Regions from separate parts of the Mus musculus genome. Here region 1 is linked to region 2. The links are chromatin contacts, called in public Hi-C maps. All regions are on one chromosome and are shown on one strand. Each heading gives the region's core, a stretch centred on a gene start, on an enhancer-like site or on the middle of the called end of the contact. The rest is flanking DNA. Distances are from core to core; before and after follow the strand shown. Region 1 overlaps Btbd9 (BTB (POZ) domain containing 9). Region 2 overlaps Btbd9 (BTB (POZ) domain containing 9).

Region 1 (5,127 bases), core at 775-3,274, 91 kb before region 2:
ATCCCTGTCTGGGTGAGGCAGCATGGCCACGAGCCACCATGCTGCTAGGGTAGAGTTCACACGCTCTTTATTAATTGGTATTGAAGTTTCGTCTACATTAAAATAGTAGCCCTTTTAGGAATTGACTTGTTCACATTTGTTTCCTTATCTCGTGTCTAAAAGGGTTCAGCATATGAGAGTTACCCAATAAAAATGCTAAGCAAACTGAGAAATGTGCCCACCCACATTTTTGAGTACTTACAATATGCCTCCCCTCTTAACTGAACATTTACTCTGTGCCTGGTTCCTGTAAATTCCCTTAAATTAGATACCATTACTCTCCCCTCTACAGATAAGGAAGCAGGCTTCCAAATAGCCAATGAAGAAGCAAAATCTGAGTTGTTCATTCAGGTGTCTTTATGAACGTGATAGTTCACACTCAGTCTGAATTAATGGTCTCTCTGATTGAGGCTATAAGAATATTAAAGAATCATATATAAACGTACAAGTTTTTGTTTATTGTTAATTGCTAATATTACCATTGCCTGTGATGGCTGTTAAAATAATTCTTTAAAAGCTGGGATCTTGTATAGTTTAGCCATTGGTTTTCTTGTCTGATGCTTACAGTTTTCCTAGTCTTCCAGTGCAAATGGACTCAGCAGTTTTCTCAGTTTGAGAGTTAGAAGGAGTCAAATTATTAACAGATTTTACCCCAGCTTCCACACCCATCCTCCCTTCCTACTTATGAGCCCAGAGCTTGAGCATTCTTCCTGAGAAATCTGCCTTCAAGTGGAGAAGTTGCCTTCCATCTACCTCCCTGATAGTAAGCAGTGAAGTGGCCTGATGCTGGCCAGAGCAGGGGAGGGCAAAGCAAGCCAGAGTGATGTTCACACAGAATTATCCAGCCCTGGGCCAGGGAGTGTTCTCTGGCTTTGTCCTTCTAAGCTTTAGCAGTGAAGTTATTCAGGGAGGCGCTGTTTCCCTGTACACTGAGACAAGCTTGATTTTCAGTCTCTGCCATGGTTGTTTTGATTCAGCTCTGTGGGCTCCATGCCTTGCACTTCTGACAGGGTCTCTAGAAAAGAAACTGGGTGAGCTGAGTCAACATAGCCTTGGCTTCTGGGGCAGGTCAGGCACAAGCAGGCCTTGACCGTTGCCACCCTTGTTTGTAACTGTGTGGTACAGGCCAAGGAGTGGCTGTGGGGTGGGAGTGAGTGGGCCCGAAAGATGGAGGTGCTGAGTGAGATGTATGTGAATCAACTCGGCTTCAGTGCCTCCAGAGTGGAAGTGGCTGCTGGTGGCCTGGATGAACTCGGTTTCCTGAGACTGAGCAGTGTCCTGAGATGTGAGACTTGTCCTGACATACAAGGATGGTGGCCGTTATGTTTAACTGGACTGTACTGAGATGGACAGAGGCAACAGAGATTGAAAACATTGTGTCTGGCCTTACTCCTGTGTGACTCACTCCAGCCCAGGAGAACAGCCCGTCTAATGCTTTCCTTGGGCTTCCTGATCAAGTAGTTAAGGCAGTGGGTCCTGATGTACTCTCCCTGGGTTTTGCTCTCCCAGTATCCCACTCGGCATCCCACTTGGCATCCCAGAAGGTATCCTTGGCAGGCCAGGAGCTATTAGATCTTTGCATCCCTGCCCCGGGCCTCTGCCTCCTGCTGCTACAGCTGCTGCAGTAGGTATAATGATTAAAGAGGGTGTGACTGTGCGCTTCCGCCTCCTTTCGTGCTTACTTCCCACGGCTCTGCTTTGATGCAGCTGGCTGAGCTGGGGTATTTGGGAGCATCCAGAGGACCCACAGCTGAGTCTATCAGGTACCCTGCAGCAGCTGTTATCTGAGGCGGCAGCAACAAAGGAAGGGTGCATGGCAGATATGCAGGAAGAACACCAGACAGGTCTCTGCTCCAGAGGGTTGCAATCAGCCGGTGTACATGTGGAGCTGGTGATTGTGCTGGAGAGAGGCAAGGGGAGGAGATGGTGTTTTCCACAGTTATCAAGATAAACAGAGCGGCCGGGGCCATCTGTGCAGCTGTGGCAGTGTGCCGATGAGCTGAATTACTTTATCTTTACCCAGTGGGAATTAACACATCCCCCTTTCTACCCAGGGGAGAAAGACTGCGGCTAACAAAACTAGTCAGTCGTTTGAATCTTCCCGCAGAATGGTGATAATTTATAGGACTGTCTGGATGTCTCCTTGTTCGGACATTTAATTAGTGAAAATAACAGCCTAGAAGATGAAATGGCTCTGTTGGCTAAGACAAATATTTGAGGACCTGGTAGGAGGACTGGGGCTAAGAGGCTGGAGAGGCAGTTGGAAGGGAATGGATAAGGAATAGAATTGTAGCCCGAAGGCTGAAGTGGAGATGGAAATGGTCCTGCCTACCAGTTTTCAAGTGGCCACAGAAACTTGAAGGCTACAGGTCTCAGACTGCAAAAGGCCCTACAGGTCCTTGCTGGAACTCTGAATATCCAAAGAGATGGGCATTCCCTTATGACAGGTAGTGAAGGCTTTAGTGGTGGTCACACCGTGAACATACCTCAGTTCTCACACCCTTCAGAACAGAACCCTAGCAAAACACAAGCAAGGCTGTGTAGACATAAACCCTGATCATATGGAAAAGAGCAAACTGTGAAGCCCATGAACAAGTGCACCCTCAGAAAGGCACGAGGCACCTGCACAGCACCAACAGTGCACCGGGCAGGAAAGGGCTGAAGGGAGGAGGACCAGTGCCCACTTCCCCACTGCATACAACCTGACCGTTCTCCCCAGCCAGAGTGCAAAACTGGGAACTTAACTGATGAGGGCAAAATAAGAGCATGCTAAGCCAGGGGTGCACAGTTAAGAAGGGCCATACTTCAGGGGTGAACTCATCACTTGTAGAGACAGAACCCTGCATTGTTAATACCCTAACACACTCGCGCGCACACACACACACACCCATATGCACAGAGATGGGCAGTTTTGGGTCCAGCTTTATGACTTGCTTCCAGAACACTAGCATCTCGGTCCTTATCCTTCTTCCTTGCAGCGAGTTAGAGATCTCTCCCTAGTTAATCTGGCCAGCCCATGAGAAGGTAAGCTGAAGGACCTAAAAGGGGGCTTTTGCCCACAGTTGCCTGTTTCTGTTGTTTGTTTGCTTGTATATAGGGAAATGAAAACTTCAAAAAGCCATTGCCATCTTTAGAGAGATTAACAAACAACAGCAGTTTTATACCAAGAATGCCATGAGAAGGAAGAGTTAGAGAATAGGAAGTATTGTTAGAGAGTTGCTGTATTAAAGCGGAATCAGAATATCAGTAAGCAGCCTAGACACTGAGGTTGAACTCTCCAAGAAAGGAGATGAAACCAATGAAAAGACTTATGCTGAAGGGAAGGCATAAAAGTGCAGGTCAGGGTTCACAGGGTCTCATAAGGTTCTGGTAATCCAAACGTCAAGTGTCATTGAGAAAAGGCCCTGGGGAAGAAGTCAAGACTAACAATTGAAATTTTGTGCAATGTGTGGGTTTCTAGATGGCAAAACCCACCCCAGGCTCATCTTCATGTAATTTCTGAGAATGGGGCATCTAGACGTAATCCATGCGCTTCTAGAGCAGGCTGTGGTCAGATAGTACAATGGTCTTTCAGTACCAAAGCAGTTGACTGACAAAATGATACTCTTCTCAGAGCTCCCGAGGAAAACAGTTGGTAGTTTAAAGGCCCATACCACATACAATGGCAGCCAAACAGGAAGGCGTACTAGAAGGTGGCTCAAAGTCTGTAACTATTCATCTTCCAGAAACCATTTCTCAGGAAGCTTTTGGTAAGCGTGTGCTCCACCAAAGTCACAGAACAAAACTGCAGAGAGGAGGAGAGACATAAAAACGGCTGTGGGGTGGGGTGGGAGCTAGAGGGGGCCAGGCTTGGCTGTGCCTGGCCAGGAGACCTAGGAAGATAGCTTGAAAAGAAAGCAATTACTACATCTCCTTGATGCCTCAGGATGTTGAGAGCAGCACATCAGCTGAGCGAGAGCTACTGGAAGAAAGGGTTTATGTGGAGTTCCTAGAAAATTAAGCAAAGCAAAAATCCCTTGAGCCATGGTCCTTTGGTGGCACATGCCTGTCACCCTAGCTTTTGGTGAGATCAGGCACACAGATTCCTTCACAGTTGAGGCCAGCCTGAGATATGTGAGACCCTGTTCCAAACAAAGAAAAACAAAACAACCTAATCTCATTGCTAACTAGGAAGACCCTGTGCAGGAATTAGATGTGAATAACATTTACATAATCATAATGTAAACAGTAAGTATTGATCCAGCTGAAGGTACAATCTACATTGGGGGATGGGAATGGTACAGTTGGAGAGGGAAAGCTAAATCCTTGTCTGCTGCAGTAACATTGGTCGATAAAGCCTAAAACCAGAAGATCAAGAAATAGCATCAGAAGCCCGTTGATTATAGATGCAAGATAAATCCTAAAATAATGAATTAAAGCAGATAACAGCGCTTCCTCTGGGAAGGGGAGGAAATGGAGCATGGGACATTTGTCATAGCAAGCCTTACAGGCAATTTGACTTTTAACTATGTGCACATAGAATGTTACTTTTAAAATTAAAGAGAAACTAACAGTAAAGGCAGCTTTGACTTGAGAGCAGAGGCCAAGCACTAGAGGGGCAGCAGTGGCTCCTGGAGACAGGAGAGAACCTTCCCCCTAGTGAGAGCAAGTGCCCCTTCCCATTGTGAAACAGTGTAGGGCTTGGTGCTCTCTCTGCCCACTGTCCTAGCACTAATGCTATACCAGGAGAGCCCAAGGCAGGAGTCTTCAGGCTTGGACTCTAAAGACATTTTGGGGAGGAAGAAAATCATTGCTAAACTGTCCCACCTCTCAAACAGTTTGTGAATCCACAGGAGATGTGGATGGTAGACAGACATCCGTTGAACTTCAGCACCATGGGTGTGGACCAGCAAAGAAAGGCCTCAGCTCCTGCTATAGGCAGCTCTACAGTGCCACATGGAGCATCTTCCCGTCCCTGCTTTACTTGTGCTCAAGATCTAAAGACCTGACTAAGTCTTTCATAGGAATCACATTGAAATTAGTGTAGAAATGTGCCTTGTTGTTGGGAAACTGGAGGACAAGCTTCTGTGGCAAAATCTGTCACCCACT
Region 2 (5,750 bases), core at 2,384-4,883:
AGGAGGAAGAGGATTTGCATCATTGGGGGAGGGGAAGAGGGCTAGCAGAGGGTGGATATAAGCAAACTACAACAATCTGTGTATAAAAATGTCACAATGAATACGCTTCATTTTGTATGCTAACTAAAAATAATTAGAAATTTAAAACAATCAGTTAGAAAAAAGTGTTCAAATCCCAGGACAAATGGATAGATCACAAGGACTGTTATTAGAAATGAAAATAGTAAGCATCTTTCCAGGGCTCAGCTGCTGAGCAGAGAGGTGGGGCAGGTGCCCATGGAGCCCTTGATTGCACCCCACATTTGCAGGGCTGCTCAGGGCTGTGCTTGTCGTCCTCCTGGCCAGCCATCTCTGAAGCCCCTTGTTTCCCAGATCCGAGTCTGGACATCCCGTCTCCTTCCTCCTGCCGTGTCTCCAATTGAAATGGTCCCTCTGCATGTAAGGCTGAGTCTGTGCCTGAAGTGCACTGGCCCAGGTGGAAGCACAATTTTAATCAAACGTGCATAGAACAACTCAATTGCTACCAAAATCCCAAGAGTCCTAGTGCTATTGGTAGCCAGATTTTCACTTGTTTCCTGGGTTTTGGTTTCTAGCCCAGCCTGTTGTCATGGGGGTTTGTGTAGATCATTTGAATAGCATTAGGATTTCCAGTTCTCTTAAGAGTCATTTTTATTTTTTATTTGTATGTATGGAATGTTTTACTCGCACCATTTGAGCCTGGTGCCCATTGAGGCCAGAAGAGAGGGTCAAACCGAAGCTCACCTATGCAAAGCCTATGCTAAAGCAGCAAGCATTGGCTCTGGGTACCTGTGGCTATCGTTCCTTGCCTGATTTCTCCTGTGACGTTTTCCAGATATGTGGGTATCTGAGGCCTGGGTCTTTGCTGACAAGATGAGCATGCCAGTCTTTCTTCTGTCACTGGCCTTCTGAGGTGATCTCAGTGGTTAACTTTAGCAGTGCATGAGAACCATGGTGTCACAGGGAGGCAGCCTTCCCACATGTCTGTCTGGCTTCAGTCTGTTTGCAGCACAGTCCTCTGGCAGAGCAGGGCTGTGGTTACAGTAAGCCTGCTTTTGCTTTCAGCTGCTCTCCGACCCCCAGGCTACTGACCTTTTAGGATACTCTCTTTTTCTTTCTTTTTTTCAGTGCCTACCAGCAGACATAGCTTATACGGGCCTCTAACTATTCATCCAGTTCACTTAACAGGGAACTCACTGTGACATCAGCTGTGTCAGACAGAAATCCTGAGCACCAAACTAAAGAGCCTATGGAAGGGAGTTGAGGTTTGCAGCTGGCTTTTGACAATAATATGAAGTCCAGGCTTCCCTGAGGAACAGAGCTGTTCAGTCCCTGTGTTGTGGTGGAGTTTACTGAATGTCTCCTGGATGTTGGATACCTGCAAGAGCGCTTGGCGTCTGCCCAGGGGTGGCGCAGTCACTTGCTAAAGCACAGCACGTGAATGTGAAGTACATGTGAGTGTCACACTTGTGCTGACTGTACAACAAGCTTGTTACGCTGCTGACTATGCTCTTGGGATGGGATGGAGATGCATCACCAGCCACAAAGGATGAAGCCAGCCTTGCTGTGCCATGAACTGGCTCCGTGTCTCTGGACAGGTCACCCGCTATCCCCGTGAGTCTGTCTCCACATCTATAAAATGCCACTCCTAAAACAGAGCTTGATGCTGGGCTCTGGGGAGCTGTGCTTATTAAAAGAATGTATTGTTATGCTCACATAAACATGTACAATAGTCACATAGGGCAGAAGACAGGATAGATTTACCTCTGACATTTCTTTTAATGTTTGCATGCATGGCTGAAAAGCCCTGGCATACCATGGCTGCATAGATGTAGAGATACCCACAGACATGTGTGCTGCAAGTGTGTGTGTTTTATGTGTGTGTGTGTGTTAAGGAGGGGGAGAGACCTCTTGTCCCTTCCTCTCCTGAGCCCAAGCGGCAGAAGGGTCACAGCTCCACTCCCAGAGCAAAGCCACAACCTCAGAACAAAAGGACAGCCTGAGAAATACTAAACAGCTCTCCTCCTGGAAGTGATGGCTAAAACTGAGAGTCAGCTGGAACAGACACAGGTGCCAGAAGCACAAGGTCAGGAAAGCTGGCTCTGCAGAAGGGTCGTAGGCCCACCTTGTCCTTCTCTGCAGAAGGGTCGTAGGTCCACCTTGTCCTTCTCTGCAGAAGGGTCGTAGGCCCACCTTGTCCTTCTCTGCAGAAGGGTCGTAGGTCCACCTTGTTCTTCTCTGCAGAAGGGTCGTAGGTCCACCTTGTCCTTCTCTGCAGAAGGGTCGTAGGTCCACCTTGTCCTTCTCTGCAGAAGGGTCGTAGGTCCACCTTGTCCTTCTCTGCAGAAGGGTCGTAGGCCCACCTTGTCCTTCTCTGCAGAAAGGTCGTAGGTCCACCTTGTTCTTCTCTGCAGAAGGGTCGTAGGCCCACCTTGTCCTTCTCTGCAGAAGGGTCGTAGGCCCACCTTGTCCTTCTCTGCAGAAGGGTCGTAGGCCCACCTTGTCCTTCTCTGCAGAAGGGTCGTAGGCCCACCTTGTCCTTCTGAATCACAGGCACACCCTCAGGCCTGGCTGCTATCTCCTAATGAAATATTAACACCCAGTAGGTGTTGGATGTGCGTTAAAGACATCCTAGCATGTATATTTTTAGCCAGGACACAGTGGTATCAGTTAAAATAATTAGCCCGAGCCTGTAATCTCAAAGCCTTATCTCTCCACTCTTGCTTTTTTAGAAGGCAGATGTTTTAAAACTGATTTGAAAATCAAATTTGCCCTTCAGTGATTTCATTTGGAAGCAACAGAGAAGTAAACACTGTAAAGAAGGCTTCTGGGCACATTATGCATGCAAATGTGGCAGCCAGTCCTCCTGGAGAGGTGGGTGATGCTGGGGATGAATACAAAGGTCACCGACCCCTAGATTATGCTCCTCTGTCACTGGGTAGCAGCTCACACTTCATGCCTGCCAAAAGGAAGCAGAGAAAGGCTCCGGCCAGCGAAGATGATGCTGAGGCTGCTGAAAGTTCAGCCTTCCTTGAGCCCTGTCTTCACCCAGCCCTGTGTGCAGTACAGCAGGGACACTGTTCCTGTCAGGAAGTAAATACGTGCTAAGAAGTCTCTCTGATAGACTTGGAGGTCTGTCTGATCTCTCTTCAGGTTCAGCCCAGAAACACAGTGCTTCTCAACAGAGGCAGGCATGATTAGGAGCTGAAAGATACTATCATGAAAGTAAATGGACAGATACACTGAGGGTGTGTTGAGTAATTAGACTGCGGGTGCTGTGCTGTCTTTTTATGACATTGCAACATAGACTTTGTCACACTAATCGTAATTAGATACAGGTTATTGCTGTGGACGAGTACAAGGTGAGATTTACCCTGGCGCAAACTACATTCTTGCTCACTGTCCTCAAGAGTGAAAATCAGAGTCATCCTTCAGATCTGGAGAGATGAGATCTGTCACTAAGGAGACATTGACTACCCTGCCTAAAACTAGGATTACAAACTCAGTGGGCCAACCTCCTGGTTGGGCGGCTTCCAGAAGGTCATGAGCTTTCCCAGGCTGAGCCACAGTGGCCTCAGGGCAGGGTTGCTGAATAGGGCCAGCCAGCTGGGGCTTTGAGGGGAGGTCTGGCCTCTTTATGCGGTGTTAACCCATGTTCTAGAGAGGCTTGTTTCAGAAGGCCATGATAAATGAGCTGCACGTAGGAACCTCCAGGGAAGCCCTCTGTGTAGCTACAGTTCTCACCAGTGCTTTACCTCTTTCCTGGTTGAGAATCTTCATCACACACTTCTTGAGGAACGTGATAGGACCCTCTGTGGGCTCTTTCGGGTTCTCCCTTCCTTCCCAGCCTGAAGACACAGCTCTTCTGGGTGGAACATGTATCCGAGCCCATGTACACGAGCTAGCTCTCACTCCTGGTTAGAGCCATCGCTGAGGGCTCTGTCTAGGTGCCTGTAGTCATTCCCATTGACTGGAACACGGCCTTCTTCCCGAAAGCGGCTGAGCACCTGCCAGAAGTGAAGCAGTCGGATGCCACGGTCATGCTTGCTGCTGTGTTCAGGCTCAAGTTCTCAACTGGAATTCTGGAAAGTGGATTCTCTGTGCTGCTGGCCTCCCTAGGAAGTCTGTGGAAGTAACCTTCTCAGCAGCCATTCAAGGGGAAAATGGAATTTAACCAAAATCATATGTGATCTCTGGCTTTAAGAATCTAGCTGTTTAGCTTCACGGAAGACATGTTGGAAAGAATATAAAGACCTGGAGGCTGAGAGGGAGGGAGGCCTGGGCAGCACTGTCTTCAGGACTTGCACAGGAGCAGTGACTTCCCCCGCATAAGACCATCAGCACATACATGAGCCAGTGTGTGTGTGTGTGTGTGTGTGTGTGTGTGTGTGTGTGTGTGTGTGTTGGGGGGGCTTGTAAGGCAGCTGTGGTTGCACAGTCGTTACCTCAGTGGTGTAACCTCTGCTCGTGGGGGCAGCAGCCACTGTGCTCAGCAGACAACCTTAGTTAAATCCATTCGGCTAAGAGGGAAAGTCACGAAATAGCAAGGACCTTGTTGGGAAGGAGGACCCAGTGGCAGGGGATAAAGAGGTAATGACAGGCATATGTGCAAAGGACATTATATGTGGCATATAATGACAACTTTAAAAAAAAATACAACTCTTCAGGAAAGTAAGGCAGAGGGAGCTGAGGTTCACCGGCCTCCCATGTGGAAGACAGGTCTGCCTCCTCGTACATACTCATGGCCTTCGTCATCACGGCCTTACCCAGAGTGGAAACAGTTCAGAGATCCTGGATAAGTATGGCACACAAAGCATGCTATGCTGAGCACATATTACCTGCCAAGTAAATGGAATAAAGCACCCGTGTGTGCAGCACTACGGAGCTACAAAAGACCACCAGCTGCGTGACTTCCTGAACACAGAGCAAGCACCCAGAGTAAACCAGTAGAAGCACTGAGCTGAAACTCCAGTCCCACCCCCATCCCCCCCCACCCCACTCCCACCCCGTGTGGGCTTGTGAGGAACGCCCACCCGGTGACCGTCCTCAGGGTCCAGATTGCTTTCTGCAAGTATAAAGGTTAAGCTTCTGAAATTGATTGTGGGGATACTGACAACTAAGCCAAAACAAAGCCAGTATGTCTTTAAAGAGTGGGTGCCATTGTATGTGAGTCACATTGAAATGAGGTTCTTCCTCAGAGTGGAACGTGGCCCAGGGCTGTGGCTGCCCTGCAGACACCCTGTGCCAGGATGGCTCCATCAGTGGCAAGGCCAGCATCTCCTCCGTTCTGCTGTGAGGGCTGGATTGCAGCAGAGACCTGGGGCAGGAAGCATTGGCTCTTCCCTTCCTCCTGCTTTCTGCTCCTGCCTTTACTTCCTGTGATTTTCCCCTCCACGGTGTGGAGCAAAGGCTCCTCCTTAAACACCCCTCGCTGTCCACATTCAGATCCAGCACGCTCGCTGGGCTGCTTTAGAAAGGCAGGAAGGCAGAGCACCGGCCCCTGTGCCCTCCTGTCATGGAGCTGGCCCACTGCAGTCCCCTGGGAGAGTCTTCTCAGTGACACTTGGCACACGCACCACTGGGCTCCTGATGGGTATTCCAGCCCCCTTTTACAGCCCACTTTATGTGTTGGCCTGGAGGTCAGTGGTGTGAGCACCAACTGTAAAGAGACTCGTGGGCTGACAATGTAATGGTATTCTAAGTCAATAAAACTCAGATTTTAAAAGTCAGGG

Evidence for each region. A called contact is a pair of places that touch in the nucleus more often than the background predicts.
Region 1: a Hi-C map of the N1E-115 cell line shows a contact between it and region 2, with 2.4 times the contacts expected there. The contact joins two enhancer-like sites. A contact is called at or near these places in 2 of 484 Hi-C or Micro-C datasets (the N1E-115 cell line and granulosa cells), 1 of 115 datasets of contacts at active chromatin or transcription factors (embryonic stem cells) and 2 of 9 other capture datasets (adipose tissue and embryonic stem cells).

Annotation. Positions count from the first base shown.
Region 1 is chr17:30,344,073-30,349,199 of GRCm38.p6, reverse strand. All of the region lies in intron 6 of Btbd9 (BTB (POZ) domain containing 9), which reads left to right. Among named protein-coding and RNA genes, the nearest start is that of Btbd9, 230 kb to the left of the region's middle. Within about 2 kb of position 2,024, at least 68 of the 459 cell types and tissues checked have an H3K27ac peak or open chromatin away from gene starts, as enhancers often do. A contact at or near this core is called in the N1E-115 cell line, where this site is marked.
Region 2 is chr17:30,253,929-30,259,678 of GRCm38.p6, reverse strand. The region is part of intron 9 of Btbd9 (BTB (POZ) domain containing 9); the gene reads left to right. Among named protein-coding and RNA genes, the nearest start is that of Zfand3, 250 kb to the right of the region's middle. Within about 2 kb of position 3,633, at least 15 of the 459 cell types and tissues checked have an H3K27ac peak or open chromatin away from gene starts, as enhancers often do. A contact at or near this core is called in the N1E-115 cell line, where this site is marked.